2 separate regions of the Hordeum vulgare genome follow, and region 2 is linked to region 1. A link is a contact called in public Hi-C data. All regions are on one chromosome and are shown on one strand. The core of a region is the stretch at or near the end of the contact, and the rest is flanking DNA. Distances in the headings are between cores, read along the strand shown. Region 1 holds the start of LOC123426151 (peptidyl-prolyl cis-trans isomerase CYP63-like). Region 2 has its middle 180 kb from the start of LOC123426151.

Evidence for each region. A called contact is a pair of places that touch in the nucleus more often than the background predicts.
Region 2: a Hi-C map of leaf shows a contact between it and region 1, with 4 times the contacts expected there. The contact joins the enhancer-like site here to the promoter of LOC123426151 in region 1. A contact is called at or near these places in 2 of 6 Hi-C or Micro-C datasets (leaf and seedling).

Annotation. Positions count from the first base shown.
Region 1 is chr2H:310,351,907-310,355,128 of MorexV3_pseudomolecules_assembly, forward strand. LOC123426151 (peptidyl-prolyl cis-trans isomerase CYP63-like) reads right to left here and starts at 1,551. Exons shown (of 14, transcript XM_045109930.1): 1 at 1,344-1,551; 2 at 1,068-1,176; 3 at 920-974. The coding sequence starts at 1,154.
Region 2 is chr2H:310,530,815-310,534,036 of MorexV3_pseudomolecules_assembly, forward strand. No RefSeq gene overlaps it. Among protein-coding and RNA genes, the nearest start is that of LOC123426151, 180 kb to the left of the region's middle. Within about 2 kb of position 1,702, at least 3 of the 3 cell types and tissues checked have open chromatin away from gene starts, as enhancers often do. A contact at or near this core is called in leaf and seedling, where this site is marked.

The sequences.
Region 1 (3,222 bases), core at 301-2,800:
CGGGATCCGGCCTGGGACGACTGATGGCGGCAGTGGACTGAAATCCGGCGAGGGCGGAAGACTGGCGGCGGGATCCGGTCTGGGACGAGGAGCACCGAGGCGGAGGCGCGCGGCGGCCTCCTCCGAGGCCGGGGCGAAGGCGAGCGTCGGGGACGGCACGGCGTCATCCGGCCCGTCGAACGGGAGGAACCCGACCGAGGGGACGAAGATCCCCGACATCCGGCGAGGGGCGGCCGCGTGCGCCACGACGAAGAGCGGGGACGCGAGCCGGCGCTCCCAGGATGGGAGGAGATCGAGCGGGGAGGCCCGGTTGGAGATCGAGCGGGGAGGCCCGGTTGGAGATCGATCGGGGAGGGCAGCGCGAGACGGCCAGAGGACGATGGCGGCATCGCGAAATTGGATCTGTACGAGTTGCGCGTGCGAAAAAATAACCTAAGGCTCTAATACCATGTTAGGAAAGCAACTTATCTGTATTGAAGGCCCAAGGGGCATATATATTACACATGACTTGAGGTGCAAGAAAAGTAAACATAGACTAATAAGGACTCCTAGACTAATACTAATAGACTAATAAGGACTCCTAGACTAATACTAATAGACTAATAAGGACTCCTAGACTAATACTAATAGACTAATAAGGACTCCTAGACTAATACTAATACTTCCTAACATAATAAATCCCTGTTTAGCATTGTGGTTTGCATTCAAGACCATCGTTCAAGTACTCGGTATGTTTAGAAACTAAATCCCTTGTGGACATAGACCGTGCACATTCCTTTTCTAGCATTTAAGCTAACTCTTGGACATCCTCAACATCAAGGATGCTAAACTTAAGAACTTGCATGTAAAAAATGTGTGTTTCATCACTAACTGCATCATTATACGCACGCTATTCCACAGCAAAGACTCTGCATTTTACCGGTACAAAGAGCTCGGAAGTTCTCTGCCGTCTTCGGAACTACATCAGCAAAGAGCTGCAACACCAAAGTGGGGAGCTAATCAGGCGCACGCCACCGAGAAACAGACATCACTTAGAACGATAAGATGAAGGTACACTGTTTTGCAACCTCAAACGTGATTCTCTCGGTAAGTCGTCCATCAATGGATATGTCCAAGAAGACCCGAGGGTTCGGATTCTTCTTGAACTTGGGCATGATTTCCTCCCTTTCGGTTTACCTGCAGGTGCGTGCAATCATGAGAGCATCTTCAGCAAAAAGCATCCAAACAGAAAGACACTAGCTGGATAGGCTGGGGCAGATCTAGTTGGTATGTGGCCAAAACTCGTGGAGATGGTCAGTGGGGTTTAACAACTAATCACTCGATGGATGGCGAAAAGGGCGTACCTCGAGAAACAGTGTCCGAGGTTGCGGACGGGATGGAAACTGCAGGCACGCGTGGAGGGCGATGGCAGCGGCCGTAGCGGCGGCGCGTGTGAGAGGCTAAGGGGTTGGGGGCGAGGTGTCGTCGGTGACGCCACAAGCTACGGCACGGCGGCAACTCTAGGTCAGGAGGAAGGAGGAAAGAGGTATCGGACGGCAAGGTGCATATCAGGCCCCGCGAGCCCAGCAATCGGTTTCCTTTAGAGGAATGGGCCTAGAAGAGAGGTATCGGACGGCAAGGTGCATATCAGGCCCCGCGAGCCCAACAATCGGTTTCCTTTAGAGGAATGGGCCTAGAAGCTGTAGTCTACGTGTTAATGGGCCTAGAATCGGTTTAGTTCCGAGGCAGTCCCAATAAACAAACATCAAAACGAGAAAAATGGAAAATGCTTACTTTCATCCGAATGCACACGCTCGCTCGCCCTCATGTGACTACCACGTGTCCATGGACCTCACCACCGCTTTATCCTCTCTTCCTTATCCTTTCATGATCAATTTTCAGCCAGGCGTTCTTTCTTTTCCTGGTCAAACTATCTTCTTCCCATCTTTTCTTTCTCTTTCATCCCCGTGACTCCGAGGATCTCATCCACCATGGATGGCCTCGAGGAGCTCTTTTTCAAGTAATGCGAGGGGGGCGGCTACTAAAGGGGGCATGTTTGACTGCTGGGAGCTCTGTCGTGCTGTGAGCCGATGTTGCAAGGTCGTCGGAGTTGCTACGATGGCTTCGTCGTGTTGCCAGCCGGTGTTGTGAGGTCGCGCGAAGTTGGTACGATGGCTCTGTCGTGTTGCGAGCCGGTGCTGCGAGGTCATCAGAGTTGCTGTGACGGCTTTCTGCGAACCGGTGTTGCGAGGTCGCCGGAGTTGTTGTGAATCAATGATGCGAGGTCCCCGGAGTTGTTGTGATGGCTCCGTTGTGCTGGGAGGCGGTGCTGGGAGGTCCCCGGAGTTGTTGTGATGGCTCCGTTGTGCTGGGAGGCGGTGCTGGGAGGTCGTGGGAGTTGTTGCGCCGGAGTTGGTCCGACGAGATGTCGTGCTGTGAGCCGGTGCTGCGAGGTCGCCGGAGTTGGTCCGACGAGATGTCGTGCTGTGAGCCGGTGCTGCGAGGTCGCCGGAGTTGGTCCGACGAGATGTCGTGCTGTGAGCCGGTGCTGCGAGGTCGCCGGAGTTGGTCCGACGAGATGTCGTGCTGTGAGCCGGTGCTGCGAGGTCGCCGGAGTTGGTCCGACGAGATGTCGTGCTGTGAGCCGGTGCTGCGAGGTCGCCGGAGTTGGTCCGACGAGATGTCGTGCTGTGAGCCGGTGCTGCGAGGTCGCCGGAGTTGGTCCGACGAGATGTCGTGCTGTGAGCCGGTGCTGCGAGGTCGCCGGAGTTGGTCCGACGAGATGTCGTGCTGTGAGCCGGTGCTGCGAGGTCGCCGGAGTTGGTCCGACGAGATGTCGTGCTGTGAGCCGGTGCTGCGAGGTCGCCGGAGTTGGTCCGACGAGATGTCGTGCTGTGAGCCGGTGCTGCGAGGTCGCCGGAGTTGGTCCGACGAGATGTCGTGCTGTGAGCCGGTGCTGCGAGGTCGCCGGAGTTGGTCCGACGAGATGTCGTGCTGTGAGCCGGTGCTGCGAGGTCGCCGGAGTTGGTCCGACGAGATGTCGTGCTGTGAGCCGGTGCTGCGAGGTCGCCGGAGTTGGTCCGACGAGATGTCGTGCTGTGAGCCGGTGCTGCGAGGTCGCCGGAGTTGGTCCGACGAGATGTCGTGCTGTGAGCCGGTGCTGCGAGGTCGCCGGAGTTGGTCCGACGAGATGTCGTGCTGTGAGCCGGTGCTGCGAGGTCGCCGGAGTTGGTCCGACGAGAT
Region 2 (3,222 bases), core at 452-2,951, 180 kb after region 1:
CCGCCGCGTGCCAGCTGTCCCTAAACTTATCCACATAACGGTCATATCATTGGGGAATTTATGTCAATTCATGTCGGGATTGCTCCCCGGCTTAAATAATCGCTCCCCATAACCACTAATTGGTTAGCTGTTCCGCGAGAGAAACCGACACTTGTCATTTGAGAGCAACCCATTCCTCGAAGACTTTGTGATAAATTCATCAGCGAGGAAAAAACCCAAACACCCAAACCAAAACCCCAAAACCCCAAAGTGATTGAGCATCACTTAAGAGATAGTTCCTATGTGGAACCGACGCTTGTCACCTTTGAGGACTATGCATCCTTTAGACGGTTAGGCTTCATTGGTCTAGAGCATCCAGCAATGAATTGTGGATCGCCGATGACAAAGTTTGTGAGGGTTTAGAAGTCTGTCATGAAGACTTACCACGTGTGTTGGGCGAGGACTGTGTGTCCTTAGCTGAAGGAGAATACGATAAGGACTGTGTGTCATTTGGTTTAAATACCAAGCCTCTCTAAACGATACGTGCGACTGTCACAACAGTTGGAACTGGATCATCAAACCATTGTCATCATCGAGCACCTGGTTCTATTTCCTCAACCCTTTCATTTCCTTAGTTGTATGTTGATGACTTTGATCGTTACTGTTTGAAGAATTTGATTGAGGACTTTCTCAATTTCCTCATCTCAAATTCTTCACTTAACTTGTTCTTCACCTGCATATCCTGAACACGCTACTTGTGCAAACCGAACATTTCCTTTCACTCTGAAGACTATGCTATTGCTGTTTTGCACGCTTGCCTCAGTACTTATTCTGCTGCACATAGTTCGTGAGTGAGGACTTTCCTTACAATGAATTTTCTCAGTGACGAATTTATAAAAATTGCCTATTCACCCCCTCTAGTCGATATAACACACTTTCAAGAGCTTTCCCGTTCCCATTATAGTGGTATTTTGGTGGAGATCTCATAGACAAAGATGTCAAGATCAACATGATGCAATGAATCAACATCTTCAAGAAGGGCAATTGGATCGTGAAGGTTGTCATAGTGTAGTGTCCCCTGTGTCCTCTTGCCCTATGCCTGAATCTCGGGACAAGATTCTTGTTTAGTGGGGGTGAGTTGTCACAACCCTAGAATTATTTGAGTGTCAATAGTTATGTGAGTGCAAATAGTCACATTATAAGCATCCACGCCATCATGTTAATTTTCCTTGAATTTTAAATGGGGAGGATCAAACCCTAGCACCAAATAAAATTTAAATAGGCTCAACCAAAATTATTTCAACAAACCGAAGTGGCCTTCTAAAACGTCGATCATTTCTGGATAAATGTGGTAACATCAACCAGAGGTGAAGCATATTTTCCATGTTACTTTTGGTTGCTGAATTAACTCCACAAGTATTTTAATTGGAGCTATTAAATGCCATATATAATCCCATAGCTCCAAATAATTTGAAACATGGTAAGGGCCTCTAAAATAATTCAGAGAGAGTCCATAAAACATTTCATATTTAATAAAAATGATTTGGTTTGTAAATCAAATCAAAATAGACTAAAACAATAGAAAATAGAAACAAAATAAATAAAAAGGACCACACGTGGTTTACTTGTAGCCGACCCATTAAGCAGCCCAGCCCACTAGGGGTATCACCGTCTTCTTCCTCCTCCCAGAAGGCACAAGAGAAGAAGGCCAATGTGCCCGTGACCTCGCGCCAAGCTGGAAGTAGCCTGGCTACTTCCGTGGCCCGCGCCACGCCGGGGATGAGATCCCCAAAGCCGTGTGGAGCGGGATGACTCCCTCTCCTCTCTTCCCCCTCGCTCTATCTCTCCCCTTTCTCCTGGCCGATGCAGCCATGGTCGTGCGCCTCCGACCACCATAGCTACCAAGCTTCCCTCGACGCCCCTCCGTGTCCAGACGATCCATAACAACCTCGCCCTCGTTTCCGCCAAGCCGTTCGACACCGGACGGGATGTTTCGCCACCAATTTTGCCATGTTCAACCTCAGGCTCCGACGACCGTCGCCCTTGATTCGCGGCAACGGGTGTATCCCCGACCTCGCCATTTCTCCCGTTAGAATAATGGTGAGCTTCTCACCGTTTTCCCCTGTTTCGCTCGCCGCGGACGCACCCTAGGTAGCTTCTCCGTCACGCCGAGCTCCGGCCGCTGCCATCCATGGCGCCACCGTGCTAGAGGACCCGCAACTCTTGTTTGAGCATGCAGACGAGCTCATGGAGCTCCCAGGCATCCGTCGAGCTTCCTAGCTCGCCCGCTAGCACACCATAGCCCGCTCCCGACCATACCGAGCTTTGGTTGCTACCAAAGTAGCCGTGGTTGTTGACTCCGGCCAACCTGCGACCCCTGGATGCGGATAAGCAGATGCTACCTCCTGGTGGTCTCCTCTTGTCGAACGACCTCTAGTAGCGCAACTCCGGCGAGACTCCCTCGCGTTTTTGGCTCGTCGGCGGTGAAACCCAGGCAAGTTGACGTGGCGGGGTTAGTTAGGTGTTAATTATCCTATTAAGCTTAAACCCAAGACAGTGACCGTGGATCCCACAATCTTAATTAACTAGAAATGTTTAAATTAGAGAAAATAACCCCGTGTTAACTCAATGGGTCACTGGGCCCACTAGTCAGGTTTGACCCGGGCTGGGTCAGTTGACCTCTTGATGTTATGGTGATGCAATGCTTTTGTAGTTAATATTTTCTGTGTTTTACATAAATCAAAAATGATTTATGAATTCTAGAAAATCTTAAAACTTTTAGAATTCAAATAAATTAATCTATAACTCCAAATGAAATAATTTATATATGAAAAATGATCAGAAAATCCAATGAATCTGTTTACGCCATGTTCATGCATGGTTGAACAAGCTAACACCACAGTTTAGGACAAATAACGATCTGGAAAATTTATAAAATAACATTTGGAGTTGGAATTTAGTATATATTTGAATTCCACTTCACTTAATATGGCTATCTATTGCATTATGTCAATTCAATGTCTTAACATGACATATCATTCATCTAGTTATGCATTTCATGAATTGAATGTTGTTCCCTCTTGTTTGCCGGTGGTTGTTCTCCCTTGATAGATGGTTTTGACGCTGTTATCATTGACACTAATGAAGAGAATTTTTATCTTGAGAATTGTCATGCAAGCAACCCCCTTGAGCATTCTGATACAATCCCACTCTCTCGCTCATGCTCTCTTTTAAATGCATTAG